Linked DNA regions of Hordeum vulgare: region 2 is linked to region 1. The links are chromatin contacts, called in public Hi-C maps. All regions are on one chromosome and are shown on one strand. The core of a region is the stretch at or near the end of the contact, and the rest is flanking DNA. Distances in the headings are between cores, read along the strand shown.

Evidence for each region. A called contact is a pair of places that touch in the nucleus more often than the background predicts.
Region 2: a Hi-C map of leaf shows a contact between it and region 1, with 4 times the contacts expected there. The contact joins the promoter of LOC123395389 here to the promoter of LOC123396371 in region 1. A contact is called at or near these places in 1 of 6 Hi-C or Micro-C datasets (leaf) and 1 of 1 datasets of contacts at active chromatin or transcription factors (embryo).

What each region holds. Positions count from the first base shown.
Region 1 is chr5H:409,026,351-409,029,232 of MorexV3_pseudomolecules_assembly, forward strand. LOC123396371 reads left to right here and starts at 1,421. Exons shown (of 1, transcript XM_045091326.1): 1 at 1,421-2,882. The coding sequence starts at 1,768. The coding sequence ends at 2,829.
Region 2 is chr5H:409,224,263-409,227,144 of MorexV3_pseudomolecules_assembly, forward strand. LOC123395389 (serine-threonine kinase receptor-associated protein-like) reads left to right here and starts at 1,413. Exons shown (of 7, transcript XM_045090382.1): 1 at 1,413-1,811. The coding sequence starts at 1,694.

The DNA.
Region 1 (2,882 bases), core at 171-2,670:
GCTTTTTTTAACATAGTATAAATGTAAACGTTCATATATATATATATATATATAAATATATATATATATATATATACACACACACACATACATACGTGCATACGCTCATCTTTATGAATATACACACATTTCCTATTTTTATAAGTATCTCTGAGAGACTGAATCGACAAAAGTGTTTTCCTCTCTCCACTCGCGGCTGGAACCATAGCCACCGCCAGGAGAGGACAATCTTCCAGGACTGTCCTACGACGACTTTCCTCCGCCGACTACCCCGATCGCCGGTGGTGAGGATGGTCGCCGGATCCACGTGTGTGGATCGTTTTAAGTTTTTGTGGTCTAGGTTTTTAGATTGTTCATCGTCTTGGCTTCGACAGCGGCGATGACTACGCTGAATAATGATTATTCGGATCCTTCCCTGATGAGGCCATCGGCCCTATGGTTGGGAATGGATTTAGAAACCAGTCTGTTCAAGCAAGGATGAGTGACGACGGCGGCATCATCGTGGTGGACCTGTGTCCTCGGGCTCCGCCGTTGCGACGGTGTTTGCTCCAGCGTCGGCGCGGAGCTTGGGAGGTAGTCCAGGAGCGGATGTAGATTGTGGTCTGCATCAACGACACCTGGAAGACGGAACGTGTGTTGGGTTTGTGGTCCGTGGATGGCAGGTATGGTTTCCTACTTCGGCGTCTTAGTCGTGATGGGGTGTCAGATCTGGAGTTTGATGGCGTGTCCGGGGTGTTGCCCTAGTCTAATTCATTCAACGGCAAGGGCTTCACTTTTGATGAGCCACCTTGAAGGTCCGTAAAGTTGCATATCAGCGTGGAGCCGCGTCGAGCTCGGGTGAGAAGGTTATTCGATGGCTCCTGTGGTGGTGGCGGAGGCAGGTGACGGATGTTGATGTCAGACTCAGAGATGTTTTTCTATCTTTTCAGTTTTGCCATGTCGATTTTTATATGACTTGTAGTTTGATTTTTATGATATGAATGAGGCACATATTACCAAGCAAAAAAAAAGACTGAATCGACATATCATTTTAAGATTTATGAAGTCATCATAGGTGTCTCATCGTCGACGAAAATCTTTCCTCTCACTGAATACACATCACCAAAATTATAAAATAAATCCAAAAATAATGCAAGCACCAGAACTTTAAACCCTAGTAAGCTAAAAGTATCATTGTTTCTCTAACCATTCAATTAGAGGTTGGTTCGTCATGACAATTTGTTTAATTGCCCTCGAGGGTGTGGGGTAAGATCTCGGGGTGTTCGTCAGGATCCGGCTCCTGACGAAAGTTCGCCAGATAGCATTTCCCCTGAATATTTTGCAAACGTTTAGGTGACACGGGCAGGGCAAGAACACAAGTGGAATTCTCATGAAACCAAGACAGAAGCTGCATGGCAGCAATATTCCGTGTCGGGCTGCTGCACTGCCCCTGGCCAGTCAATCAGTCCTACGTACGTACTAGATTAAGCAGCAGAAATGCAGAAACAACAGAGACGCATCAGCATCAGAGACTGGAAAGGAGGAGATTGAAAACGAGACATCAATGAAAAAGAGAGAGAGAGAAATGAGACAGAGTGGCTAAACAAACAAATCTGCAGTGGTGCCAAGTGCCAACAAAGGCAAAGCCGAGCCCTGAAAGCTGCCTTCCCATCCATCCATCCATCCGCGCGCTTTCTTTTCTTTTAAAGCGCCTCTTCTCCCTCCTCCTCCTCCCCTTCCCCTAAAGCTACCGGCCGGCCGCCCGCTGCTGTGCTGCGTGCGGGAGCAATGAAGAGGATCAAGGCGGCGCGCGGGGGAGCAGCGGCGACGGCGCCGACCGACCTGCTCGTCTGCTTCCCCGGGCGGCAGCACCTGGCGCTGATGCCCAAGTCGATGTGCAGCCCGTCCAGGGCGACCCTGGACAAGGCGGTGGCCGCGCGCCGGAGACAGCTGCAGCTCCCGGCCGCGCCCTCCACGCGGCACGGGGGAGGAGGGCGCGGTAGCGCTGGTAGCCCGCTGTTCCGCGGCTCTAAGTCTAAGGCGAAGCAGGCCGTCGAGGACGACGAGCCGCAGTCGCCCAAGGTGACTTGCGCCGGGCAGATCAAGGTCGCCCGGCCAAAGAAGCCTAGGCCGGTGGTGGAGAAGAACGGTAAGGGCGTCGACGGCGGCACTGCTGCGGGGAGGTGGGTCACCGTCGCGGAGGAGATCGAGCGGCTTCAGGGGCGGAGGAAGAAGGCGAGCTGGCTAGAGGCCGTCGGGATCAGGAGGGACGCGCTGCCCTTCCTCGGCGGCGCGCTCTGGAGCCTTCGGCACAAGGTGAGGTGCTTCGGGTCGTCGCTCCCCGCCGCGGTGGACTCGTTGGCGGACGACGACGACGACGACGATGCGGGGGAGCACGAACGCGAATCCTCCGCCGTCGGAGGCACAGGCAGCGCCGCCGCGAGCGTCTTCTCCAAGTGGCTCATGGTGTTGGAAAGGAGCCACGACGAACCCCACGAGCAAGACGCCGGAGACGACAATGACGACGACGGGCTAGATCAAGAAGTCGGGCGGCCGAGCAATGAGGCGGGAGACGACTGCTCCAAAGCGCCGTCCGTGCCGCCGCCGCCGAACGCGCTGCTCCTAATGCGGTGCCGGTCGGCGCCGGCGAAGGGCCTGGCGAGGAAAGGAGCAGAAGCGGGCAGCGAGGAGGCCACGCGGGAGAAGGAGGGCGTGGAGGAGAAGAGGGACGAGCTGGTGTTCATGAGAACGGCGCCGGACTTCTTGAAGCTGTCCATCGACATCGCCAAGGAGACGTGGGTCGTCGGCGGCGTGGACCCCCTCGCGCGCAGCCGGAGCTGGAAGAGGTGACCTGACCTGACCTCTGGTCGCGGTAGGTAGCCGTTGTACAGAGCTCTACATGT
Region 2 (2,882 bases), core at 163-2,662, 200 kb after region 1:
TTTTAAAACGGTTTATGACAGATAGGGCCCGCTCCTAGACAATCCGTTTGTTGACCGTTGACCGTTAACTTATTGTGGACCCACATTTAAGATGTATCTTCTTCCTCTTACATTTTCTTCTCCCCTCTCTCTCTTTTCTTCTCCATCTGCTTCTCCCGACAAAGGCCGGAGCTCGAGCATCTCCACCACTCACGACGGCCACCTTCACCACCCACCATGGCCAGGGGCTCGGGCCGCCACGCTTGGGAGCACGGGCTGTCGTGAGCCGCGCAGGGCAAGAGAAGCGGAAGCAGCCGGCAAGGAGCTCCGCGTGGAGAAGCCTTTCGCCGAGGAATGCCTGCCCGTCGGCTCGCAAGGAGCTCCACCTACCCCGCAACCTGGTTGCCGACACTGTTCCTCGGGCGAGGGCAACGCAACTCCTCTCATTCTAAGCCGCCTCCATCCGCCTGGAGAAGCCCCGCCTTTTATCGAGGAACGCGACGGCTGAGACGCCTCCATCCGCCTCACCCGCGACCTGGTCGCCGGCTAGCTGGTGGCTCCGTTCCTCGGGCGGGGCGATGCAGCTCCTCTCGTTCTAAGCATGGGACAGGAGGGACCCAATTGCTTTTTTTAGAAAATTTACAAAGACCTGATTGAGTTTTTCAAGTTTTAAAGGACGAGTTAACGGTCAAACAAACAGTCAACCGAACACTTCTTTTACACGCGGCCCCAACTATCACAATCAGGATTAATTTTAAAAGCACTTAATGTTTTGGATTCGGGCCCTCTACTTTATTTGTCGAATCCAATCGATCATGGGCGGCCCTCTTCGTTCACAGTCTTTCTTTCCTTTCGAATCCAATTGTTCCAATCTGATCAAATAGCAATTCATTGAAATCATTCGGGTCACCTCTTTTTTAAACACTTGACCCTTGAAATGAGTGCATGTACATCACACCTCCTACGGTGGTTGCCAAAGCTCCGAGTGAACCCGAAATAGGCCATGGACTTGGATCTACCAAATGATAAGAATGCCTCTGAGATTCAATCATAAACCACTTTGCCCCGGTTGTATATAAACCCCCTGCTTCTCTTATGATTTTCGCTATTTTCTTTAGTTTAGTTATGGATATCTTGAAAAGTCTAAGCCCGTAGTACCCTCTGAGGTTGGTGAAGGGAAGTGAAACATAAGCGAGGTTTCGAAGAAACGATACAAAATATACATTTTTCGTTTTAAGCAACCGATCCCGATTTGGTAGTTATTAGAAAAAAATGATAGTTTTTTAAAACCCTAACCCGTAAAGTATAGTAATTTTATGCTATTTACTACGGTGAACACACCTTGTGGCCGCGAATTTGCAACAGCATCTCCCAGCAAGTTCGGCGCTACTGGTGTGATCTATATAAAGGAGGCCTCCCCACTCCGCCCCTTCTTCCCCACCCTTTCGCCTAGTGCCCCTAGGCCGGCCTCCGGGCTCGAACCCACTGCGCTAACAAATAATAAATCCGCGTATAAATCTACCCCACTGACCCAGATCATCTCGTCCCCATCCGCCCCCCGCCGATCCGCGCCACAATTCCCATCTGACTTCCCCCAATTTATTTTGCTTCGATTCCATTCTCTTGGTTCGTTCGTAGGGGCTAGGGTTGGGAGCCGATCGCGCGCCGCCGGAGCCGATCGATAGGGTTAGGGTTAGAGGGCGAAGGGGCTGAGATGGAGAAGAAGAAGGCGGCGGTGCCGCTGGTCTGCCACGGCCACTCGCGGCCGGTCGTCGACCTGTTCTACAGCCCCGTCACGCCCGACGGCTACTTCCTCATCAGCGCCAGCAAGGGTAAGCCATCCACCCCCCCTCGCCCGCTCCAGCCGTAGCTTGCGATGCAGAGGGCAACAGTTAGTTGTGTGATTCTGTTGCCACAATGGAATGGACGGTACGTTCGCTCCTGTGCTTGTGATGAGACGAATTCTGTTTTGGAGAACGATTAATGACCAGTGCCGTGGGTTCTATTGGGATTTAATATTTCATTTAGTTCTCTCAGTGCCATTGATTGTCCAGTTTAAAGGTGGTTTGTACCAATTTGAATGGTAAGGTTATCCAATGCATTCATATTCTATAGTTTGTAATTTGGGTGATAAGTAGGACGGCTACTGCTTTCCTTAATCATGTGAACTTGAAATGTTTGAGATAGGAAGGGTGGAAGCTAGTAGGGATTATGGTTACCTAATTAGTTAATACTACCTCCGACCGGATACATCCATTCCTACGACAAGTATTTCCGGACGGAGGGAGTATTTTGCAATCTTGGTAAGTAGGTTGACTGCTGCATCCCACAATCATGAATCATGTGAACTTGAGATATTTGAGATAGGAAGGGTGGAATGGTCATGGGAGGTCTCAACAGTTTCTTACCCTGGTGATTCTATATCTATTGCTTTCATTTAGTGTATCTGGTGTTTGTTTGTTGCCAGTACCGCAGTTTTTACCATGTAGGTCAGATTTGGGGGACTAAGCGTCTCAATGTACTTATCATGTCACTCTTGTTCTAGTTGTGGCCTCTTAGTTCATGACTCGTCTCAAATTATTTGTACGTATGTTTTCAAGTCTTAAGGCCACACTGCTAGTTAAGATATCTGTGAAGCAACAACTCCCCTCCCCACCAACAACACAAAAGCTCACATGTGTACTCGGTAGTCTACGATTCTAGATGCCAGATTTAAAGAATTAGTTTCGATCACCTACTTTATTGATGGTTATTACATTGGACAGAATTATTCTGTTCCTGCATTGTCCGGACTCTAGGTATTTCCAGAAAGTAGTAAATTCAGGTCTGACCAAACGAGGTTTTATAATTGTGTGCTATATACTCCCTACTCATTTTTCGTAGACTCCATTAAGCTGTCACAG